2 separate regions of the Hordeum vulgare genome follow, and region 1 is linked to region 2. Evidence: chromatin contacts called from public Hi-C data. All regions are on one chromosome and are shown on one strand. The core of a region is the stretch at or near the end of the contact, and the rest is flanking DNA. Distances in the headings are between cores, read along the strand shown. Region 1 holds the start of LOC123405939 (low temperature-induced protein lt101.2-like). Region 2 holds the start of LOC123405678 (tetraspanin-3).

The links. Hi-C and Micro-C count contacts between places; a contact is called where the count stands out from the background.
Region 1: a contact with region 2 is called in a Hi-C map of seedling, with 5 times the contacts expected there. The contact joins the promoter of LOC123405939 here to the promoter of LOC123405678 in region 2. A contact is called at or near these places in 4 of 6 Hi-C or Micro-C datasets (leaf and seedling) and 1 of 1 datasets of contacts at active chromatin or transcription factors (embryo).

Annotation. Positions count from the first base shown.
Region 1 is chr1H:32,692,977-32,696,963 of MorexV3_pseudomolecules_assembly, forward strand. LOC123405939 (low temperature-induced protein lt101.2-like) reads left to right here and starts at 1,772. Exons shown (of 2, transcript XM_045099454.1): 1 at 1,772-1,984; 2 at 2,132-2,537. The coding sequence starts at 1,904. The coding sequence ends at 2,215.
Region 2 is chr1H:32,551,725-32,556,053 of MorexV3_pseudomolecules_assembly, forward strand. LOC123405678 (tetraspanin-3) reads right to left here and starts at 1,429. Exons shown (of 2, transcript XM_045099299.1): 1 at 662-1,429. The coding sequence starts at 1,195.

The DNA.
Region 1 (3,987 bases), core at 522-3,021, 140 kb after region 2:
AGTGAAGACGATTTGTTTTAACATAGAGTGGACATGATTACATCGACCATGTAATCAGTAGCCGTAAATCACCGTGACCGGGTTAAATTTTAGTGAACCGCGCGTCGCTGTCAGTAGCCTACTACTAGCTACGAGCTGTACGTGCCGACATGGAACACCAATGGACGGATGTGCATGACTTGTCGCCCTGACGTGTCAACGTTTTACGGGTTGATAGTGCCACTTACGCCGGACTAGGGTGTTGCGTCATCACATTTGACTAAAAGCAAGTATAATAAAGCTGAGTCAACGGGATATAAAACATAAATTATTATATTTTTGCTTAGTTAGAGGAAAGAGAAGAGGAGGAAGAAGATAAGCGGACTTTTAGTTAAGAGCCCACTCTAATACGTGATCCTAAGTACTTTTTGAGATGAAAGATGGGCCATACAAAAATGTAATACAATCTTTTAATCAACTACTCCCTCCGTCCGGAATTACTTGTCACACAAATGAATAAAAGTGAATGTATCTAGAATTAAAATATATTTAGATACATCTATTCATATGACAAGTATTTTCGGACGGAGGGAGTATTTTACATGTTGGCTATAGGATGAGTTATAGATTACATGACAACAACTTCTAGCAAACAGCCGGTTATACTATTATTCATGCTCTAAGGAGGAGTATCGTGCACCAATTTATCATCATGCTTGACCATAGCGTCATTGACGAAGCTACGTTGAAACAAAACAAGGCCATGACACGCCTAGGTTTTTATCAAAACAGTGAACCGAATACTAAAACCCCGTCATGCAGATAGAATAATTCACAGTGGCGGAAACAAGCCTGCTAGGCCTAGTTTAAAAAAACAGACCAGACAAACGGTCGGACCTATAAAACCGGAACCGATAGCCTCAACGGGTTTTTAAGCTAATAAAACCGTTCTGCAATCAAACCAAAGAATACCGGTCAAACCGGCCGGTTTTCTAAAAACCCAGTGAAAAAACCGGGCCAGTGAATCGGAAAAATCCAGAAAAATGTTTTAATGAAAATTGTGAGAAATGAGATTTGATTTCAAGTCATGTGAGTAGTACGTACACTACTGTCCATGACCCAATAACCAACTTGGATGTGCTACATTGTTGTCCATTATATGAAAATAATTTTATTTAAACATTATTTCACATTATATTAGCACATGTATTACTCTATTGCTTAAAAAACCGACAATGGAACCTATGAACCGGCAGTCTGACCGGTAAAAATCTGAACCAACAAACTTTTCGGATCATTTTTTAAACTATGCTGCTAGCTAGGGAAAATGGGACTATATATAATCTTAGATGTAGTGACAATAATCTGTGTAATATCTTCCTACTAAGTATAAAAAGTTTTCAAAATACACCACCCAAGCTAATCTAGCCCTAAACGTAACCCATGCTAATCCCGCCTGTGGCCCGTCCAATTTACTCGATGCAGCTCCGCCAGTGTATAGCGCATGCACGGGTACCTGATCGAGTTGACAAACAAGTAACAGAACTCTATTCTCAATGCGATACTCTATTGTGAATACCATTGAATGGCTAATCAGCTGATGCATGCTGTGCTAGGGCACGTCGTCAACAAAAACGCGCGGTCCAAGCGCGCACGTCCAGATGGCCTGGAGGCTGGAGCGCGAGAGGCACAGCTCGACGGGTGTCCGCCGAGCATGGGCAAGGTGTCGCGCCACGGGAGCTCCGCGCCGCCACGTCCGCCCGCGTGCAGCTTATCTAGCCGCCGATTGAGCTCATCTCTAGCCGCTGTAGCCGCACCTCACTCTCCCCGGCTGACCACACCACCGAAGAACCTTTTTCAGAGAACATATCACCGGAGAAGAAGCAGGCTCTGCGACTGCGAGCCAGACAGGAATTTGACTGCGATGGGTTCGGAGACTTTTGTGGAGATCCTGCTGGCCATCCTGCTGCCGCCGGTCGGCGTCTTCCTCCGCTACGGCATCGGCGTAAGCTCCCAAACCTACTCATATTTATCAACTGCTGCTGCCGGTGCTAGCCCACTTAGCTACAGGTCAAGCTGCCTGTCGATCTACCTCTGTGTGTGTGTGTCTGTCTGTCTGATGGAGTGATGGGTTTGGTGCAACTGTATGCAGATGGAGTTCTGGATCTGCCTGCTGCTCACCTTGCTGGGCTACATCCCCGGCATCATCTACGCCATCTTCGTCCTCGTCGCTTAAATAGTTTCAGTTTCAGCAATTAAGCAGTACGGACTAGTGTGCGGAGATGGATCGTTACCAGGCAGCATCTCTGTTCCAGTTGCTCTAGCGGTTCATGGACGAGCTGGCTGGCGCATCAGTGCAAGCAGGATCTTTGCTCCATGACTGACCACCCTGCATGTCGGTCCAGTTACTAGGCCGGCTACCACTGTTGTGTTGAGTGCTATATTGCCGTTCTGTGCGTACCACTTTTTTTTTTTGTGTCTGTGTGTTGTGCTCTACGTGTATCATCTTCAGTGCTGCGATTTTCATGCATGCCAGATTCAGGCCTTTTTAGCGTGTATATTTTTTTAGGGTATGGCTGAATTTCAGTCTACTGAGACTTAGTCAAGTCTCACTCAAGTGACACTACATATAAAAAGGATAAACAAAGAAATTAAAATAAATTAGCACATATTTCCACGTAAGATCTCACAAATATAGGCTTCGTCGAGTCTGGTCGACTGAGATTTAGCAATCTGAAGTGAAGCAATCGTCGAGTCTGGTCGACTGAGATTTAGCAATCTGAAGTGAAGCAATCGTCGAGTCTGGTCGACTGAGATTTAGCAATCTGAAGTGAAGCAATCGTCGAGTCTGGTCGACTGAGATTTAGCAATCTGAAGTGAAGCAATCGTCGAGTCTGGTCGACTGAGATTTAGCAATCTGAAGTGAAGCAATCGTCGAGTCTGGTCGACTGAGATTTAGCAATCTGAAGTGAAGCAATCGTCGAGTCTGGTCGACTGAGATTTAGCAATCTGAAGTGAAGCAATCGTCGAGTCTGGTCGACTGAGATTTAGCAATCTGAAGTGAAGCAATCGTCGAGTCTGGTCGACTGAGATTTAGCAATCTGAAGTGAAGCAATCGTCGAGTCTGGTCGACTGAGATTTAGCAATCTGAAGTGAAGCAATCGTCGAGTCTGGTCGACTGAGATTTAGCAATCTGAAGTGAAGCAATCGTCGAGTCTGGTCGACTGAGATTTAGCAATCTGAAGTGAAGCAATCGTCGAGTCTGGTCGACTGAGATTTAGCAATCTGAAGTGAAGCAATCGTCGAGTCTGGTCGACTGAGATTTAGCAATCTGAAGTGAAGCAATCGTCGAGTCTGGTCGACTGAGATTTAGCAATCTGAAGTGAAGCAATCGTCGAGTCTGGTCGACTGAGATTTAGCAATCTGAAGTGAAGCAATCGTCGAGTCTGGTCGACTGAGATTTAGCAATCTGAAGTGAAGCAATCGTCGAGTCTGGTCGACTGAGATTTAGCAATCTGAAGTGAAGCAATCGTCGAGTCTGGTCGACTGAGATTTAGCAATCTGAAGTGAAGCAATCGTCGAGTCTGGTCGACTGAGATTTAGCAATCTGAAGTGAAGCAATCGTCGAGTCTGGTCGACTGAGATTTAGCAATCTGAAGTGAAGCAATCGTCGAGTCTGGTCGACTGAGATTTAGCAATCTGAAGTGAAGCAATCGTCGAGTCTGGTCGACTGAGATTTAGCAATCTGAAGTGAAGCAATCGTCGAGTCTGGTCGACTGAGATTTAGCAATCTGAAGTGAAGCAATCGTCGAGTCTGGTCGACTGAGATTTAGCAATCTGAAGTGAAGCAATCGTCGAGTCTGGTCGACTGAGATTTAGCAATCTGAAGTGAAGCAATCGTCGAGTCTGGTCGACTGAGATTTAGCAATCTGAAGTGAAGCAATCGTCGAGTCTGGTCGACTGAGATTGAGCAATCTGAAGTGAAGCAATCGTCGAGTCTGGTCGACT
Region 2 (4,329 bases), core at 179-2,678:
TCCAAAATAGTCCATCCTGATGGTAACAATCCCTGATGATCTCAAGTCCCAAATCACCCCCACAAAGTGTCCCTACTTACGGGCACGCATCGAATAATCCCGTAATCGCGGCGCGGATCCTTCTTTTGTGATGTCAAGCAATTCCATGGAGGAACCAATTGAAAGCTAAAAAAGACTGCTTTTGGAGAAAGTTGTGTTTGAAGGAATCGGGTGGGAGGCTGCTAATTAGTTGTTTTTCTCTCCTGGCTGGTTTTGCCCCAAATCAGGGAGAAGCAAAAAAGGTTGCAGGATTAACAATTTTTCTCAAAGGTCGAGCATGACTTGTTAAGCAAAAGGGGGGCTGATGTTAAAAGGGGCAAGCAAGGTTCATCTCGAGATCCACATATGGTACTCCCAACCAACTAGCAGTAAACTGGAATATCCTAAACAGTGTTAGAAAGCTCAAACTGAATCGATAATTCCAGCACAACACAAAGCAAATTGCAGAGATAAGCAGAGAACATTAGTAGTATTAGCACACAAAAAAGGAGCATTTGTGGCAGGAAAAATCCCCAAATTTGCTACTGGCGAGTTGCTTGGCAATGGGGAATTAGCCAAGAATCGCATGGAAATGGTGCGCGAGGCAAGATGATGGAAGTGAATCTTGGGAGGGGGAAGGGACCTGAATCGGGGAGAGGTCGCGGCCGTAGAAGACGACGGCGGGCTCGAGGACGAGCATGCCGGTGTTGGGGTCGCGGACGGGGCGGCGCATGGAGCGGCAGGCGTGGCCGTCGCGGAGGCATGCGCTGATGGTGGCCCAGTAGTCGGGGTCGGCGACGCGGCCGCGGAGCCAGCCGTTGTAGTCGGAGAGCTGGTACTCGAGGAAGCGGCGGTTCATGACCACCTGGCCCTCCCCGCGGTCGGTGACGGCGAAGGCGAAGACGATGAAGAAGAGGAGGGCGACGACGATGAAGAACATGGCGAAGAGGTAGATGCGGAGCAGCCAGGTCTGGCGGTAGCACGCGCCGGCGAAGCCCATGAGGGAGACGACCATGACGGCGAGCCCGATGATGATGATTGGCCACTGCAGGAACCGGATGCAGTCCGTGGTGTTCGCCCGCGACGCCAGCCAGATTCCGCCCCCCAGCACCGGGATCGACGCCAGGAACGTTATGAAGTTCACCACCCCCAGCATCTTCGACCCCCCTCCGTGCATCTCCTCCTTCCTCCTCCTCCGCCCCCTCTCCCCTCCCTCCCAAGCGAGCTTCTTTCTTGGCTCCGCCCTGCTTCTTGTCCTCTCTCTCTCTCTCTCTCTCTCTGCTGCTGCTGCTGCTGCTGGTGCTGCTGCTGCTGGTGCTGTCTGGTGGTGGGCGTGGGAGAGAGGGAGGAGGGGATTGGGCCGGCTTTTAGCGAGCTGAGGAGCAACGGCAGCAGAAGAAGCGGAAGCAGAGTGTGGGTCACGTGTACGGGGCGGCGTCCATATCCGTGGTAGTATTTGGGCGGCTGCTTTCGTCCGTATATACGGCATTCCGGTCTACTGTCTACGTCTACGTAGACGTATTTTGGGAACCTTTTTTTGGGCAGAGGGGAGCATGGCCACATGATGGTTTGAGAACTGAGACTTGAGAGTGTTGCTATCGGGTAGTGATATTAATTTGGAGGAAGAGCTAGGCCGTGACCGGCAGTGTGCTTGTTGCACGCCTCTATGATTGCTCCGTGCATGGTGCATCATCTTGTGTTTGAAAATTGGTGGCGAAAACCCGTCGATTTTCCCGTGGCGAAACGGTACAGGTTTCGGGCGTGCCGAGAAGGACCCCGATCGGTGATGAGGACATGATGGGGAAGGCATGTATCTGATGGTGGTTTCTATAACAAAATTGACGAGGAGGCTCGTTGTTGTTTGTATTAAAAAAGAATATGACGATCCGATGAAAACGATGTTTTCCAAACAATTGAAATTATCGGCTATCAGAATCGAAGTTCAGATTTGATTCCTGCCATGCGCCCTAGCCCGCCAGACCAATTGATCTTGAGGTAAACACTGATGTTTACCAAAAGGATATATTATGTTTGTTATTTCTCAATCAATTGAATTCGGGTGTTGGACGCGGGCGCGAGGGAGATAGGGATATGGAGCTCGTCGTGCCAGAGAAGGAGGGGTGTTATAGAGAAGTGGAGGGGGAGTTCGTCGTGCCGGAGAAGAAGGGATGGGGGTGACGGCAACGGACAACAAGAAAACGCTGTTTGAAATTATTACTATTTTTTTAAGCCGCCTGAAAATAGTCTCCCTCAGAAGGCCCTGCAAAAAGAGGCATTTCTTCACTAATGGTAAAAATAAAAATGTTGCATGCATTCTCTTCTTTTTATCCTGCAGGCAGGATGGTTTCAGCCCTAGATATCAGGTGGGGACAAATCCAGACACATTGTGCACCATCTCAGCTGCGAAATTGGGCGGAGGCCTCCTCCTTCTATCTATCTACGTACGTGCTAAATTGGAAATAACGTGCAAACTGATGGCGAGAGCCTCCAAGATTTGGTTTTCCCAAACGAATCCGCCGGCAGAGAGTGGGATTTTTCCAGCGGTGGAGTGAATGCCGGTTTGCTTCCGTTGCGTCCGAACGATATTTCGACTCCACATGCCGAAGGATGCCCGGAATAGCCGCACGCATGTGCGTCCCATGAGGCCATGACCCGTTGATTGGCTGGAAACGATGCGACGCAGCTTGGATTGCTCGGTTGGTTTACCTGGAAATGATGAGGTAGTTCATCAGATCATGCTCAATGGCTCGCCTATGTTCGAAAATTAAGACGTAGAGCACTAGTTTAACAAGCTGGTCCGAAAAAGTTTGAGATTAGAGCTCCCAAGCCATGAGGCAATGGCACGAAAAATAGTTACATAACGTAGCCGTTTCCTCACCGACGGAAACGTCTCCTTCCATTGAACACGCAATGCCGGAAATTTTACAGTAAATTCAGAAATAAGGCAAACATCAGGGCTTAAATCCTGACGGGTCGAAAATACCACTGTCCATCTATTCATCCGATCACACATAGGTTCGCTAATGAGTCGTCAGGTTGAGTGGACATAACCATGGGCACAACATAGGACACAAAGCCGGCACATCGAGCAGGCTGCCAGGATACATGCGGAGGAGGCAGCCCGAATGCACGAGGCGATCGTTGCCAGGATGTAAACGGAGGAGGCAGCCAGGATGCAGGCGGAGATGGATGCGCAGACGGAGCAGGACGCATGGATGAACGTGTCCGGCCAGTGCTCCGACAATCAATACTTGTTGGTCGGACATTGATTTTATTTTAGCATGTTCGTTTGGTTGAACTATGATATCATTTGCTTTTGTTTAAAACTGTTGAATTCAGACAATTTGTATCGGATGATCGACGTGCATGGTTTTGTATGGATTTAAGAGTCCGAATATGAGGTATGTGGATGCACGAAACAAAATATGAGAGGCCGTCCGGATGCACGGCCGGACTTGCTCAGTTCGATTGTAGATACTCTAACTTCTCAGTTTTTATTTTATTTTTAATACTATGACTTGTGAGAATTTTTAAACATGATAGAGATGAAAGCACTTATATAATATATAAGCGCATATGAACGCACACAACCACATCATATCCCTAAAAGCACCATAAAAAACTGAATCGATATATTATTTTGAGATTCTATGAAGTCAACATCTCCTTTCATTGAACGTGCATCGTCGAAAATTCTAAAATAAATTTAAAAATAATGCGAGCATCAGGACTTAATCCCTAATGAACTAAAAAATGTATTGTTCGTGTAAGAGCATCTACAGACGCCTCAAATGACCCGGGCATACGCCCACGGATGCGTCCAGCGAGTGGCCGGACAGAAGAGATAAGAAAAAAGTAATCCAACTGGACCATTCGTATCATCCGTATACGCCCGAGCTATTCACAAACTTTCATATTCATCTCAAATATGATGAGGATATGAAGGCTCGCGGACACGCCGGATGCGTCCGATCAGTCCACCACATAAGACGGACCCCATCCCGAACCATCATTTTTCTTTTCTTTATTCATTCTTTACTTTCTATTCATCAACCACATGTAAACGATCAGACATATAAAAGAAATTAAAGAGTATGGAAGGGCAAACGGATAAATAAAAATACGCCCGATCATTGACCGCACACTTTCATGAACGTTTAGAAGAAGGTCATATTTGCAATGTCGGCTCTAGATGCTCTAACCATCCTATCACACATGGGTTCGCTAATGACTAGTGGGGTTGAGTGGACATAACCATGGACCCCAACATAGGACACAGAGCCGGCACATACGGCAGGGTACATCCATTGA